Linked DNA regions of Gossypium hirsutum: region 1 is linked to region 2. The links are chromatin contacts, called in public Hi-C maps. All regions are on one chromosome and are shown on one strand. The core of a region is the stretch at or near the end of the contact, and the rest is flanking DNA. Distances in the headings are between cores, read along the strand shown. Region 1 holds the start of LOC107902021. Region 2 holds the start of LOC121224487.

Region 1 (5,058 bases), core at 949-3,448, 190 kb after region 2:
TTAATTATAAAATTATTTTCTATGAATTCAAAATGGAATAGTTTTTGGATTCAAATGAATTTATGACCGTATTTTAATTAGATCAATTTTTCATTGGTTTTGATTTTGTAAGATTTATTTAATTTTCAAAAATTAAAAAAATTGAAGTTAAATGTGTTATTTACAAAATTAACATTCGAGTTTTAGTCCGAACTCAAGTTAGAGTTGGATCTAAGCAAGTTTTAATGTTTTCAAATTTGAATCATTTCGAATTTATATCATTTTGGGCTTACATATAAAAATATTAAAACTCAACATTATTTAAACTTGACATGAAACTAAACTCGAAATAATTCAAATTCAAACTGAAATGCATTTTGATCTGATCAATACTCTTAAGATTATTTATATATAAGTCGTTCAATTGGATAAATGATTGTAGTATCAATATAATAATTCATTTGGTTGAGGAAGGTATAATTGATCAATACTCTTAAAATTACTTACTCACCATAATGTCATTACATTCATGCATTCACTGATTTAATTGAATTAATAATTGTACGATTAATTATATAATTCATTCAATTAGGCTCATAATTAGGAAATGTGTATGCACATAATGTCAGTAGACTAGTACATAAATGATTCAACTGGATCATTAAATGTAAGATTAATTATATAATTCATTAAATTATATTTATACATAGTACTTAAACTCAATTCGATAAAAGATTATATAATTAATATTATAATTCATTCAATTATATACATAATTGGCAAATGCACATAATGTCATTACACTAGCATAGAAACAATTCAATTGGATCATTAAATGTATGACTAAATATAATTCATTTGATTACGTTTATATAATTAATGATTGTATGATTAATAATAGAGGTGGCAATCGATGGGTTTGGGTGGGTTCAAATCGAGTTATTTCGGGTTTGGATCTTTTCAAGTTCAGGTTATTTTGACTTCGATTTTGAGTTTGAGTTTGTTTTACACTCCATATAATTATATATTTACGTAATTTAAATGTTTGCATCCAATTAATGTTTCAAAATTAGACCGGACCGACTAGCCATATTGATTGGACCGACAATCGTCGGTACATCAATCCAGAACAAGGCAAAAAAAATGATTGACTGCAAATCGATACGAACTGACTAAACCGGATTTTATAATTTTTAATGATTGTTTTATTTTTATGAATTTCAATAATGCATAATAATTGTTGAATCGGAACCAGTTACCTAGCCAATTCGAGTATCAGTTTAGTTCCAAAAACATTGATGTCCATATAAATTATTAGTTTATTGTTAAGTAAATTTTTATCGTAACGAAATATTTTAATTATATTGTCATTAAAATTAAAAATTTTAATTGTCACTTATTAGCATAAAAATAATATTCAATTATTTTATCATATAAAATCAAGTGTTCAATAATTTTATTATAAAAATATAACATATTATAAATTAATTATGTTAATTGAACTTGATGTTTGGAAAAAAAACTAATAATTGTGTTATGAAAAACTAACAATTTAAAAGAAAGGAAGAAAAGAAAAAATAAAAGATGATTTACAAATAGAAAAGATAAGTAATTATATATATTTGAGGGTTAGGTCTAGTTGATATTCTTAACATGGTTGCACTTAATAAAGTTGAAATTATTTTAAGGGGTATAATTAGATTATATATTTTTATGTAGTAAAATTATAATTTTATTGTTTTAATAGTTTTTATTTTTATAAATTTTAAAAAATTAAAATAAATTTTTATTAATTTTAAAGAAATAAAATATAATTTTATTATTATTAATTTAAAATTTTATAAATTATAAGAAAACTTAAATGAAAATTTTTCTACCTGCTACCCCTGGCTGTGAGTCACCGATTGAATGACTTCAAACAAAGATAAAAACAAAGATTTACAGGACTAAAGTGAGAGTTTATCCAAAATAAAATTTTAAAATGGCTTCCATCAACATTTGATTACCACGTATCCATCGAGGGTAAAGAAAATCTCAACAGTAATCCACGCGTCACCACGAAGTGGGGGGAAGGTGACAAAAGTAAAAAAGGAGGGATGGACTTTTTGTGCTCCCCATATCTAACTTCCCTTATCGGAGGCTCACTACCATCCCACGTGTCCTACCCCCAAATCGAGACTTGTATATAAAACAGCCTAAAGAAGCACCCGTCAAAAGGCCATTCGTATTTGACTCAGAGGCCACTGCAAAAATAAAGAGGCCTAGCTGTTTAACTCACAAGACAGCCACCCGCTTTTGTTCTAAAAGAGAATTAATGCAGACAAGTAGTAGAGGACAGGAGGAACCTCCCTAAAGAAGTTTAAGTTCAAGGGAGCTTGGTAAGGACAGTGATGGTCAGCTTTCTGTGAAGCATTTACAGTACAACCTGGTGTTGTTGATGTCAGTGCCTCTCTTGGCTTGGCTGCTTAGTGTTCTTCAGATCATATTATTTACTTTGAGGTTTGTCTTGTCCCAAAACCCCACCTACCTCATTTTCTATCTCTTTCTTGGTTATTTTCGTGCTTTAAGTAAAGCTCATGCATGTTAGGATTCTTTTCCTAGCTAAGACAGGTAACAAGAGAATTTCTATTAAACGAATTTTAATGCTATCATCTTAGAAAAAAAAAAACAAGAAGCCAAGTCTAGATGCACCAAGTATAAAAAAAAATGTAATCTTATTTGCTAATCTTACAGTTTCCAATAATCCAACCTTTTAGCTGTCGCTGTATCATTTGTAAGTTGTAAATTAATGGATAACATACAGGCAGTCAGCCACCAAGGTCACAAGTATAAAAAACCCATTGTCCTTTGAGGCTTTGACCAATTGACTTGTAAGGGGTATTTAATTGTCAAAATTTCCATTTCTAACTTGCTCGAGAACAATCGACCTATGGATTGATTCAGTCGGTGTTATATGGGCGACTTTCTGCTATTCTCCCACTCACACTTGCTTTACCTTTTCCTTTTATCTTCATATATGGGAAGGAATCTAGTGACGAATCTTGTGGAAACTAGGGTTGTCTTTTAGGAACTTTATTCTGCATACAAGCCATGAATGATTAATTTAAGACTTTGCTTGCCTCGTTATCCAATCAAACTGTGACACCATTGGCCAAAAGTGCACAATCAAGCCACACTTCGGACTAAGATTAAATTAATGAAAGCCTTGTTTGTATGTTTTGAATGTCATGATTAGTGGGGAAAACGCAAGTACTTGCTTCAATATTGGACCATCTTCCACTTTTATACCTAATTCGTGAATCGTTTACTCAAATTTCCCTTTAAATAATGAGATCAATATGGTCATATACACTATAAAGGTAGTTATCGGGGGGTCCCCTCTTTCCTTTAGGAGAATGAGTTGATAAAAATTGGAGACGAGACAATTGAGCACTATTCTCATGATAGAGAAATATAAAAACAGGTAAGACTTGGACCACGTCCAGGACCAGTGCCAGTATGATTTCCGATCATTAGCGTATAAAATAAGCGCATAAGCTTCTGGTTCTGCATATGTGTTTATAGGTTGTGAATAGAGATCGGGAATTAGGAACTGAAATCATCACACGATGGATCATCAGAGTGGTGATGGGATATGGAAGCTGACATTATTTAGAAATGTTTTTCAGGTTTTGAAAGAATTCACCCATGGAAAACAACAAAAGGTGAGCAAAACTGGGCTTAAAGAGGCTCTTTCAGATATTCTACTTGGTATGGCTGCAGGTTTGAAGCGGGATCCTATTGTGATCCTCCGTATGGATGGAGAAGATCTGTTGGAATTCATCAATGGTCCAAGTTATGAAGCGGAGATGGTGTCTATATTTTCACAGATAGAGTGTGAAGATGCATCGTTGCGTGATTGTATTACTAAGGCTTTGGAGAAACTTACAGTTGATCAAGGAATGCCCCCTTCGTCAGATTCTTGGGTATTTGGCTTTTTACACCTTTCGTTTCAGTCAGTAATATTAGGAGAATGTGAATTTGGTCTTTCTTCTGCTTGTGTAGGTTATGAGGAACATAGTGGAACCAGCTTTGGAATCATGGGATGACCAACCTGTCTCTCAAGAAACCTTCTTGGAAGAATCAAAGAAAGTAGCTAAGCGTGTTGCTCAAAATCTCAAGGAGGAGCCTGTGATTGTTGCTCATAGTGAAAACACCTTTGATGGAAGTGGCATTAAAAGACTACTATCCAACAAGTTTGAATTAGACAAGGTATATACATACATATACATGCTTTCGTATTTTCTTGTCTTACCCTAGTTTTCCCTGTGTGTATATATTTATGTCGGATTTTACATTTTCTCTTGTGCCGCCATTACTGAACCAAGTCTTTCATTTTCGCAATACAGTTGCTGAATGTAGGTTTAGAAAATGTGCCAAAGGATCGCAATGGGAAAATATCAAAGGAGTATTTACGTGTGGTGCTAGATGTAGTGGCTCCATCAGTTGGATTAACTCAAATCGGTGCTGTTGAACAGGTATTGGTATTGCAACCACACATCTCGATCGCCTGCATCTTCACATTCATCAATACATAACAAAAAGCTTGCAAACTGCAACACTCAGCTCTGGTTTCCGGAGGGTTGCTAGATTGGCATGCCCTAAAACACCTTTGTTTTTTTTTCACTCCACTAACTAAAACTCTTTTTTGAAATTCACCAGATGGACAAGGTTGTTGCTGATGTTCTCAACAGGATAGACGCGGATGATGGGAAGATGATTAAAGAAGATGAGTTCACGAAACTATTGACAGAGATCATGGGGAGCATCATGCTGCAGTTGGAGGGAAATCCCATCTCGGTTTCTTCGAATTCTGTTGTTCATGAGCCCCTTCCATCATCCTTATCGCTTTTACAGGCATCAACCTAGTTGCCTATCATCACATATCAGGTGTCATGAAATAAAAAAAGGTTCAATAAATTCTGGTTTAATCAAGTACATTTACCTACTAGCTTAAGTCATTTGTTGTGCAGTTTACTGGGTTGTGTTAATGAAATATGTTACTCTTAACGTAACTAAACCTAATGCATGTTTTATCAG
Region 2 (4,567 bases), core at 230-2,729:
AAAAATAATTGAGATTGCCATACCCCTGCCTTGCAATCCAAAATTCCACCATGCACTCAGAAAAAAAAAAGAGTATATCATTAGAAATTTTTGGTATTAGTATAATGTTAGAGATTATGGTATAACTTGGATATTATGTTTTTTTTTTTAAGAGTTTTCCAAGTTTTATTTCAGATTTTCTTTTTTATAAATTGTTTCTCCTACATTATTTGTATATATTGATAAGGTTGTTGATTGAGTTGAAATTACAATTTAAACTATTTTTTTATTTTAATTTTGTATGTATTACATATAGTCATTATTATTATTAATTTTAAATCATACTTTTTAAACGTATACTTGTGTTCTAAATACGGTACAATAAAATTTCTAGTATATAGCTATATAAAAAAAATTAAGTCGACTGAGCATATAGGGTTGAACATGTGTAAGCAAGTTTTATCTTGTGCATTTACAAGTGAAAGAGGTTTATGGATAGTTTAGACATTATATAAAAAAATTGAATGAAAAAAATAATATAATATTTTAAAATTTTTATTATAAATGTTTTCATTGTTAATAATGCTGAATTTCATACTCATGTGATACATAGGTTAATAATATGTTTGAATAATATTTAGAATTTGCATTGAATTTATTTTTTTTAGAAATCCAAATTTGTAGCAACTTTCCATCACATTACTCCTATTTTTCAACTCTCGTGCCCGCTTTAATTGAGCCCCATAAATACAATATTTTATGGTCAATTATATTTTTTTGGTTGGACAATCCTGAGTTTGTTTTTACATATATATATATATATATATAAAAGAACCCTAGGGTTTGATAAAGATGGAAATGTAGAGTTGATATAAAAAAGAATGCGATGCAGTACTATTTTGAAGAAAACAAAGAATGGGGAGATTTATGCTTAATGTAAACATGATGGGAAAAAAAATCATGTGGATTAGTTGAACCGGTTGGGACCAAGGGGTGAGAAGGACTCATGTTTAAAATTGAAATATAAATCAAATTATTCTATATAAATTTATACACCCAAACCAACATACAATTATCTTCTCATCGTATAATATATAATATGTAATTGCATTTTTTTGAAATAAGTAACTAATTTTAAAACGTGAATTAATGTTATGTTTAAAAATTATGTTATTTTAAAAATTTTAAAAGTATTTAAAAAATATTTGAAAATATATTTTTAAAATTCATTTTTGCTTGTTTTTCAATTACGTTTTTTTAAATATTTAACGCACAAATCATGTTGTAATTATTTTTATCATGCTTTTAAATTTCTAAAAGTATTCAATGAACAAATAATACAAAAAACCCTAGAAACCAAGAGTGCTATCCTTGGTATCCTAGCGATAACAGTGGCTGCTGCGGCTTGGGATAATAGAGAGTGGTGGTTACGAGGGGTTTGGGGGAGATGAGATCTCCCTATTAACGGAGGAGCTTATTCAACTTTCGGTCAAAAGTTCGATGGTGGAGCTAAGCGGAAATTTTTCTCTGATATGTTCTATATGGACAAAGAAATCTTACAACCAAGATAGCTTCAAAGCACAGATGAGGAGTATTTGGAAGACAAGGAAGAAATTCGTGATTCAAGTGGTTGGACAAAACCTTTTTTTGATTGAGTTTGAATTAGAAGAGGACTTAGAGACTATTACAGAAGGCCAGCCATGGTTATTTAGGAAACAATTAATTCTGTTTGATCGACTGAGTAAACCAACGATGAGAGATCAAATTCAACTTGTCTCATCTCCGTTTTGGATTAAAATTGGGCCGTGTCTACCAGAGTTTGATAAAAAAGATCTTATGCATGCTATAGGAGTCACTTATGGAGGGGTGATTAGATCTGAAATATTAGGTGAGTTTTGTCTACTTAGAGTGAAGTTAAATGTACAGAGTCCCCTTCGCAGGGGTGTTTTTGTTTCAATAGGGAATGTGAACAAATTCTGGATCCCTTTTAAGTATGAAAAGCTGCCGATTTTCTGCTTTGGGTGTGGTAGGTTGGGGCATGGTCTCCATGATTGCTTAGAAATTACTCCTGCGGAGAAAAACCAAATTGAAGAGGATCCACCTTTCTCTTTAGCATTAAAAGCAGAGTCAACGTTGGTTGGAAAGGAGAGTCTAAAGCTAAATGCTTTATCGAAAAAATTACAACCACAATGCTTGTATGTTGGAGGTACTACAAAGGAGCAGGAAGAATATTTGTACAGGGCGCAAAGTAGTGGTATGATGAGAGGACTCCAAGATGGTGCATGGTTGGCATCAATTGCTGCAGATTTAGAAATACGAAAGGAAGAAGGAATCAATGAAGGAGATACTGTAAATAGTAATGCCAATAATCTGAATTCAGCCAGGAAAGCTAGTTGGAGAAGAATGAAATTAATGGGAATGATGAAAAATCATGAGGCAGATAGTATATTGCAAAAAAAGAAATTGGCAGAGTTAATACAAGATGAATACGGGACAAAAGAGACTCAGGAAGAGAATCCAAAAAGGGCGAGACATGGTGGACAGGATCTAATCACGGAGAATGAAACTAATTTGCAAATGGAATTTTTCAACTAGACATGATCGGCGGCTGCCAATGGGCAAGCCGACCGGGCACAATGAAAATCATATGCTGGAATGTCCGTGGATTGGGGAGTCCACGGGCAGTACGAAAGCTTCGATTTTTACTGAAGTAAAATAATCCTCAACTAGTCTTCTTAATGGAGACTAAAGTAAGTGAAAAGCGTATGGAAGCAATTAGAAGAAGGTGTGGATTCACGAATGGGCTTGAAGTAGGAGCTGTTGGTACGTGGGGTGGGATTTGCTTAGCATGGCGAGAGGAGGCTCAGATTAATCTTAAATCCATGTCAACAAGTCATATCGATGTGCTGGTCAAAGAAGAAGGTGTTCATGAAGATTGGTGATTCACAGGGTTTTATGGCTCACCATATTCACAAAACAAAAATGCCTAATGGGGTTTATTAAAGATCTTGGGACGGGAGCGAGAGTATCCTTGGTTAGTGAGTGGGGATTTTAATGAAATAGCTTATTCATTTGAAAAAAGGGGAGGTCAACCGAGGGAGGAAAGGAATATGGCAGCGTTTAGCGAAGTTCTGCAAGAATATCATCTCTTAGATTTGGGATATTCAGGAATATGGTATACATGGGAAAGAGGGAATCTACCAAAGACGAACATCCGAGAAAGATTAGACAGGGGTGTTGCGAATGAAAAATGGATGGATTTATTTCCAACGGGCAATATTCATCATTTAACGTCCACTCTTTCGGATCATTGTCCTCTTCTAATAAGCACATCTAATGAAAGCAGATTCAAGACAGTTCCAAGTTTTAAGTTCGAAGCTTGGTGGACCACAGAGGAATCAATAGAAGAAGAAATTTGGAAATCCTGGAAGTCATCAAATGGATCGGTTCTGGAGAAGCTTGAGAACTTACAGATTAATTTAACGAAATGGGCAAAATTCATAAAGAAGAAACGGAAGGGACTGACGGATAAAATTACAAAAGAGCTTGAAGATTTAATGAAGAAGGAACTTGATGAAGATGTTATGAGCCAGATTATGGAAAAAAGAATCCACTTGAGTATGGAGACCGATAAGGAGGAGATGTATTGGGTACAAAGAGCAAGAGCTAATTGGCTGAAGTTAGGAGATAAGAACACAGCATGTTTTCATAAATATGCATCAATGCGGAGAAGAACTAATACAATCAGTAGGCTTGATAGTGATGATGGAAAAGGAATCAATGAGGAATCAGAAATTAATGAGATAGCTACGCAGTATTTTCAGAAGCTTTTTTCGACTAATGGTTTTGGAGATTCTTCCCACCTTTTAACAGGTATTCAAAACAGTATCTCTTCGGATATCAACACAGCCCTCTTGGAAAAGTTCACGACAGAAGAGATTTATATAGCAGTAAAGGGAATGGGTCTTACAAAAGCTCCAGGTAATGATGGATTTCCGGCTTTATTTTTTCAAAAATACTGGGGTATTGTGGGTGAAGATATTGGAAATTTCTGTTTGGAAGTTTTGAACAATGGAAAAGATGTGGAAGGGTTAAACCTAACTAAGATTACTCTTATTCCAAAGAATTCCAATCCTACGAATCTTACCGATTTTAGACCGATTAGTTTGTGCACAGTTCTATATAAAATCATAGCCAAAGCTATAGCCAATCGTCTCCAGGAAGTCATTGGAAGATGTATTGACAGTGCTCAAAGTGCATTTGTCCCAGGGAGGCTTATTTCGGATAATGTTTTGATAGCCTATGAGATTCTACATACACTTCGGCAAAAACGCAAAGGGAAAAAAGGATTCATGGCGATTAAGCTGGACATGAGTAAAGCCTATGATAGAGATGAATGAGTTTTCTTGAAGGAAGTTATGATGAGGATGGGATTTGCAAAGGAATGGGTGATATTAATAATAAGATGTATTTCTACAGTCTCTTATGTTGTGACTACAAATGGGAGGAGTGGTAGAGTTTTTAAACCAACCAGAGGACTCCGAAAAGCCAACTTAGCCCTTTTCTTTTTCTTATTTGCAGTGAAGGT

Evidence for each region. Hi-C and Micro-C count contacts between places; a contact is called where the count stands out from the background.
Region 1: a contact with region 2 is called in a Hi-C map of leaf, with 1.6 times the contacts expected there. The contact joins the promoter of LOC107902021 here to the promoter of LOC121224487 in region 2. A contact is called at or near these places in 3 of 34 Hi-C or Micro-C datasets (leaf, petal and seedling).

Annotation. Positions count from the first base shown.
Region 1 is chrD12:4,330,252-4,335,309 of Gossypium_hirsutum_v2.1, forward strand. LOC107902021 reads left to right here and starts at 2,199. Exons shown (of 5, transcript XM_016828245.2): 1 at 2,199-2,478; 2 at 3,648-3,944; 3 at 4,024-4,230; 4 at 4,368-4,496; 5 at 4,681-5,058. The coding sequence starts at 3,732. The coding sequence ends at 4,887.
Region 2 is chrD12:4,138,065-4,142,631 of Gossypium_hirsutum_v2.1, forward strand. LOC121224487 reads left to right here and starts at 1,480. Exons shown (of 1, transcript XM_041107897.1): 1 at 1,480-2,574. The coding sequence starts at 1,480. The coding sequence ends at 2,574.